Regions from separate parts of the Mus musculus genome. Here region 1 is linked to region 2. The links are chromatin contacts, called in public HiChIP or PLAC-seq maps. All regions are on one chromosome and are shown on one strand. Each heading gives the region's core, a stretch centred on a gene start, on an enhancer-like site or on the middle of the called end of the contact. The rest is flanking DNA. Distances are from core to core; before and after follow the strand shown.

Evidence for each region. HiChIP or PLAC-seq counts read pairs in DNA pulled down with a chosen protein or histone mark.
Region 1: a contact with region 2 is called in an H3K27ac HiChIP or PLAC-seq map of acute myeloid leukemia, with 7 times the contacts expected there. The contact joins two enhancer-like sites. A contact is called at or near these places in 1 of 39 promoter capture datasets (embryonic stem cells), 6 of 15 datasets of contacts at CTCF or cohesin (the G1E-ER4 cell line, embryonic stem cells, large pre-B cells and 2 more), 172 of 484 Hi-C or Micro-C datasets (the 63-12 cell line, the AML12 cell line, the AtT-20 cell line and 82 more), 18 of 115 datasets of contacts at active chromatin or transcription factors (the HPC-7 cell line, Th17 cells, acute myeloid leukemia and 7 more) and 4 of 9 other capture datasets (adipose tissue, embryonic stem cells, liver and 1 more).

Annotation. Positions count from the first base shown.
Region 1 is chr3:35,965,264-35,967,963 of GRCm38.p6, forward strand. All of the region lies in intron 15 of Mccc1 (methylcrotonoyl-Coenzyme A carboxylase 1 (alpha)), which reads right to left. Among named protein-coding and RNA genes, the nearest start is that of Mccc1os, 33 kb to the right of the region's middle. Within about 2 kb of position 1,393, at least 33 of the 459 cell types and tissues checked have an H3K27ac peak or open chromatin away from gene starts, as enhancers often do. A contact at or near this core is called in acute myeloid leukemia, where this site is marked.
Region 2 is chr3:35,694,788-35,697,528 of GRCm38.p6, forward strand. No RefSeq gene overlaps it. Among named protein-coding and RNA genes, the nearest start is that of Gm6639, 30 kb to the left of the region's middle. Within about 2 kb of position 1,259, at least 4 of the 459 cell types and tissues checked have an H3K27ac peak or open chromatin away from gene starts, as enhancers often do. A contact at or near this core is called in acute myeloid leukemia, where this site is marked.

The DNA of each region.
Region 1 (2,700 bases), core at 143-2,642, 270 kb after region 2:
ATTGGAAAATTTCCCTCTCACATAGAATATTCATTTAAATCTTATGTTTTTCTTTCCAATTTCCAACATATTTGTATAGAAGTCTGTGTCTGTTCTTTGTAAATACGCTGTTGGAACTGAAGTGAAATAGGTTACGTAGCAGTATTTGTACACTAGTTCTCATCTCTCGTAAGTTAAACATGACACTGACTCTACATTCCAAGCTACTAAAACAGCTGTTTGAATATCTGTAAAATCTTAGGGTATAAAAGTTTTTGTCTAAAAGTTCAAAACAACACGTTTACTCCCATGAACCAAACAGGATAAAATTACTAGTCATCATGGAACAAGAAAGAGTCCCCCCCACTGGAGAGGCACTGATATGAAGCATGGTGTACATGTCTTGAAGTGAGTAGAGTTCCCATGGCTCTGTGAAGCTTACATAGAGGAAACTACTGTGTCTCAAAGTGCTGGATATTACTGGTCTATTCATTCTGTAGAATTTGAAATCTTTCAGCTCATATTAAAAGTGATATATTAGATTTACTGAATTAGTAGCTAAATCCTTACATTTTTAACACCCTTTAAAAGAGCCAACCAAGATGGCCCAGGGATTGGCGCCTGCTACGAAGCCTGATGACCTGAGTCTCATGTTTGAGCCCCAGGCGCCTACATTGGAAATGGTACCAACTCCTGTGAACTGTCTTCTGACTTCTACACGGACTCTGTGACCCATGCGTGAGCCCACACACACACATAGACAACAAGAACTCTCCAGCATCTCAGCTTGCTATAGACTTCTTTTAATTAAGGGCTAGTGTAAGCTTTCCTCTGCAGCTTCCTACACAATGACTCAATCTCTTTGGGCTTTCTCACAGCCATTCAGAGAGCCTGTAAAACCTTCACATTAGGACCACGATGCTATCTGGCTTTTAAAATAATTTCCCCCTTCATGAGTATGGAGTAGAGTTCTCTAGAAGGCACTGGACCTTAGAAAATGCTATACTTTATGATGACTAGTGAAAATGGGTACTGCCGTGATCTTAGGTCTTTTTCTAATCATCCAATAACTCAACAGCAACAACAAAATAGTTGGATTAAAATATAGAAAGGCAAAGGTAACAGAGAGAAATTTTCCCAAGAAGACATACCAGTGGCCAGTAAGTACACACACACACACACACACACACACACACACACCAGTGAAAGAAAAGAAAAAAAAAAAACCAGCCATTATCCTTAAGACATTTATGAATCAAAGCATCAACATCTTGCCACTTCACACCAATTAAGATGGTTGTCATTCAACAAGAAAGGAGGGAAATCACAAGTGCTCTGGCCAGGGTGTAGACACAGTCCTGGGCACTGCTCGTGAGAATGCAGAAAGGTGCAGTTGCTACAGGAAACTACTGTAGTTCCTCAAAAATGAAAAACCGAATTACTGCATGATGTAGCAATTCTACTTTTAGATACATACTCAAAACTTTAGAACAACTTTGAAGAACTATCTGTGCACACCCATGGCTAGCAGCATTTTTTACAACAGCCAAAAGTCAGAAAGAACCCTTCTGCAGCCACACATGAATGGATAAGGAGAAGACAGTGCATGAAAATTATCCACTTCCAAAGGAAGTTCTGATCCTTGAAGACATGATACAAAAGTGAAATGTGCCAGTCACAAAAAGGCAAATATTAAATTATTCCATGTCTATCAGGTGCCTACAGCATTAAACTCTCAGAGACAGAAAGCAGTACAGTGGTCCTCAGGAACACAGGGGAAGAGACTGTAGCCCAATGGTTCTCAACCTTCCTAACGCTGCGACTCTTTAATACTGTCCCCCATGCTGTGCTGACCCCAACCATAAAGTCATTTTTGTTGCTACCTCATAACTGTAACTTTGCTACTGTTACGGATGGTAACGCACATGCATATCTATGTTTTCTGATGGACCCCTGTGAAATGGGTCACGGCCCCCAAATTGAGAATCGCTGCTGTCGGTGCTTACAAGGCAGAGTTTTAGCTTCAGAAGATAAGAACAGCACCTCATGTCACACGAACCACCTTCTAAACATTTGTGTTTATGCCAGTACATCAGTGCTACTCTCGGCTGTGGGTGGAGATGCTTCCTTCTGCAATGGCCGATGGCTGATGCAGAGACGTACAAGTGGTCAGCGTGCTGAGAATAAGAGGGGAGAGTGCGAGTGTGCACCCTCAGATGGGTACCTATCTCACCCTCTCCAAAGCCCAGCATTGAGGAAGAGGAGGTGCAAAGAACATAAGATAACAGAGGAGGGGGTGTGCTGTAAACACGGAACGCCCAGACACAGGTGTTTGTAATCAGGGGCACACAGTAACCTTGCACACCTGCACAAGGCCTGCATGAGACCAGGCTCTTCAGCATTCTATTCTGGATGGGGTGGGGCCTTATGGAGGAGGAAGGGAAACAGAAAGAGGAGGAGGAAGAGGGGCCATTGGCAGTTAATGGTTGCCAGGGAAGGGTATCGTTTTCTTAAGTTGTGTAACTAGTAAGGAGTTGCCCATGGCCAGCAAACAGCTCCCTACCCGTGCTCACACAAGCAGCCCTAACTCTGGGTTTGAATAAAGTCATGAAGGTTGGAGGCCTAGCTGAGGATAGGTGAGGGGTAAGAGGGCAATGGAAGATGGAATGTGTTCCCAGTACATTGTATTTATGAGATAAACTCTCAGAAAGAGAGGAAGAA
Region 2 (2,741 bases), core at 9-2,508:
TTCTGCTTTTCCGACTCAAAACATTATTTGAATTCATCCCATTATGTGTTGCCTCAAAGACATACAGTTAAAAAAAAATTGAAACACTGAAATTAATGACTGATATATTTAATTTTGAGATTTATTTTTTAATAATGTGTATGTGGGGGAGGATGTGGTGGTGCCCATGATGGGTAGTAGCATCAGACCTTCCTGGGGCTTACAGATGGTGTGGGTGCTGGGAACTGAATTCCTACCCTCTACAACAACAGTATACAGTTTACTGCTGAGCCCACTCTCTGGTGGCATATAGGCTGATTTCTGATTAAGCAAATAAAGTAACCACATACTTTCCTTCTTATTTAAATCCTGACAATACCACTAAATGAAGAAAAATGAATATCTGTAGGAAGGAAGAAAATGCTGGGAAGATAGATGACTTAGATGATGGGAAAGAGGATCTAAGTTCAAGCTCCCAGAAGCCACTTGGAAAAGCCCTGTATGGCAGCACACACTGTAACCCAGTTGAGGCTGTAGTGACAGGAGGAATCCTGGCTTGCAAGCCAGCTAGTCTACACAAATCAAAAGGCCTCAGGTTCAGTGAGAAACCCTGTCTCAAAAATAAGATGGTACTGGCCTTGGTGGTACACATCTTTAACCCCAGAATTTAAGAAGCTGAGGTAGGAGGATTTCTGAATTTCAAGACATCACGGTCTATATAGAAAGACCCTGTCTTAAATAAAAAATTAAGAGGAAAAATAACTGAGAAAGAGGGTACAAAGAAGGAGGGGAAGGAAGAGGAAGAGAAAGAGAAAAAATAACAACAGTAAAAGAGACTAGAAGGGGTATCAGTAGGTGTAACAAGCAGAGTATCTCATCCAAGGAAAAAGAGCTACCGGAACTGAAGAGATCCCTGACAGGAGGAACCTAACTGGACCTGCTGAACCACTGAGAAACTTAGGACTTGGAAGCACCACGGGCCACACAGGGTGGAGATGCTAGCTTTGAATATATTAAGGCAGCAAACTGATTGAAAAACCCAAGTGGAGCATGGACCTCTACCCAAACGTGGCTCCCTGAAACAGAAGCTCCTATGCCGAGTTTGCTTTCATACTGTTCACTTAAAAAACACCGAGCAGGTGGAACTGGGCAGGGCATGGAGCTCTGTGAAGCTTTGGTTCAGTCTCCAGCAGGAAATAAAATTAAACCAAACCCCACAGGGGTTCCCTGAGGAAACTAACTGGGTATCATCTCTCAACACTGGCAATCAATCTGCCCCAAAGGAGATGAGAAAGGGGAACACACTCTCCACGAGGAAACAGCACCCTGCCTAGGGGAAATGCATGACCCAGTAAATCATTTAAAAGATTATGAGAGACTTTTTTGTCACTCAATTGTGCAACTCTTGAGCATTGACTTTGCAGGTGACAGGGTTGTGTTACAGAGCCAAGAGGGTGGACATGCCTGTGAGTGGCACCTGGCCCTTTGCTCTTTACAGCCTCCAAAACATTCCTTGTGCTGTCTTTCTGGGTCCCTTCCTTTGTCTCCAAATCAGGATCACACCTGGCCAATGTGAGCTCTTGCCCTCCTCTCTATCACATTTCCTCTCTTCCTTTAGGAAGATTTGGATTGCATTTGGGGTTCATCTGGGTCATCCAAGTTATGTTTGGGGTAGAAGGAGACAATACAGGGCTTTTTTGTAACTCGACACCCTGGCTCCTTGTCCTATTTCACAATGCTTATTACCGACCTAATGGGGACAGGTCTCAATCTTGCCTGTGATTAGCTGGAGAAGAAGCTTTGCTTGCCATCCAATCCCAGTGAAGCATGCTCTGAAAAGATGCTTCAGCAAAACGCATCACTCCTCGATTGGCCCTCTCTTCGGCTCTCAGAAGATCACTGTTCTGTGCTGTGTTTAGCAAGATTCAGAACTCAGGAGCTTGAGGCTGACATCCAAAGAGTAGATGCAAAAAGCTTGCATTCCCCACCTATCAAATGAATAAAATCAAGAACAAGAAACTCTCACAGGTCCAGATTAAGGGAAAACCATAGGACTCACAAACCTGATTATTTTCTCTATTAAAACAAGAGATCTTTGAGACTGCATTTCCCTCTGCCTACATTTAATTTTTTAAGTGTCTTCAAACAACCCAACAACATGGGGCCCAGGTCCTCTTTGCACCTTCAAAGGACTATTAGCCTGCCTCACAGTTAATTACATATGTTCTTACTGTTTTCTATACATTGTAGGTGTCTATAGGCATGGGAAGCAGGGCATTAGCTCAAATCCCCACCTCTAGCCCTACCTTAGCCAAACTGTAAATCAATTTACTTTCAACTTCTTTCCTGATGTTTTTCAAAATACAGAGAAACTGTGTGACAAATTTAACAAATCTAAATGTCCACTAAGAATAACAATCAAGGCAGCTCTGTAGACAAAGGAGAAAGAGGCAAATGACGCAAGTTTGAGACTGGTGCCCCCACCGGGAAATAGTCAGACAAGACACCATGTGACTGCATAGAAGTTCAAAACGAAACAATGCTTGGCAACACTGACTGGTGCAACATGGATACTCAGCTTCCTTACAACAGCATCTTCATATGACCAGCCTCCTACAGAAGGATGTTCCTGTCAGGGAGCTCTTGGCATAACACCCCAGACCCATGCAAGAGGCAGTAATCCCTACCGCTAGGGAAAAATCTCCATCCGTTCCCAGGATTCCGTCATTCCTTATCTCAGGAATGAGTCACCCTTCCATTAA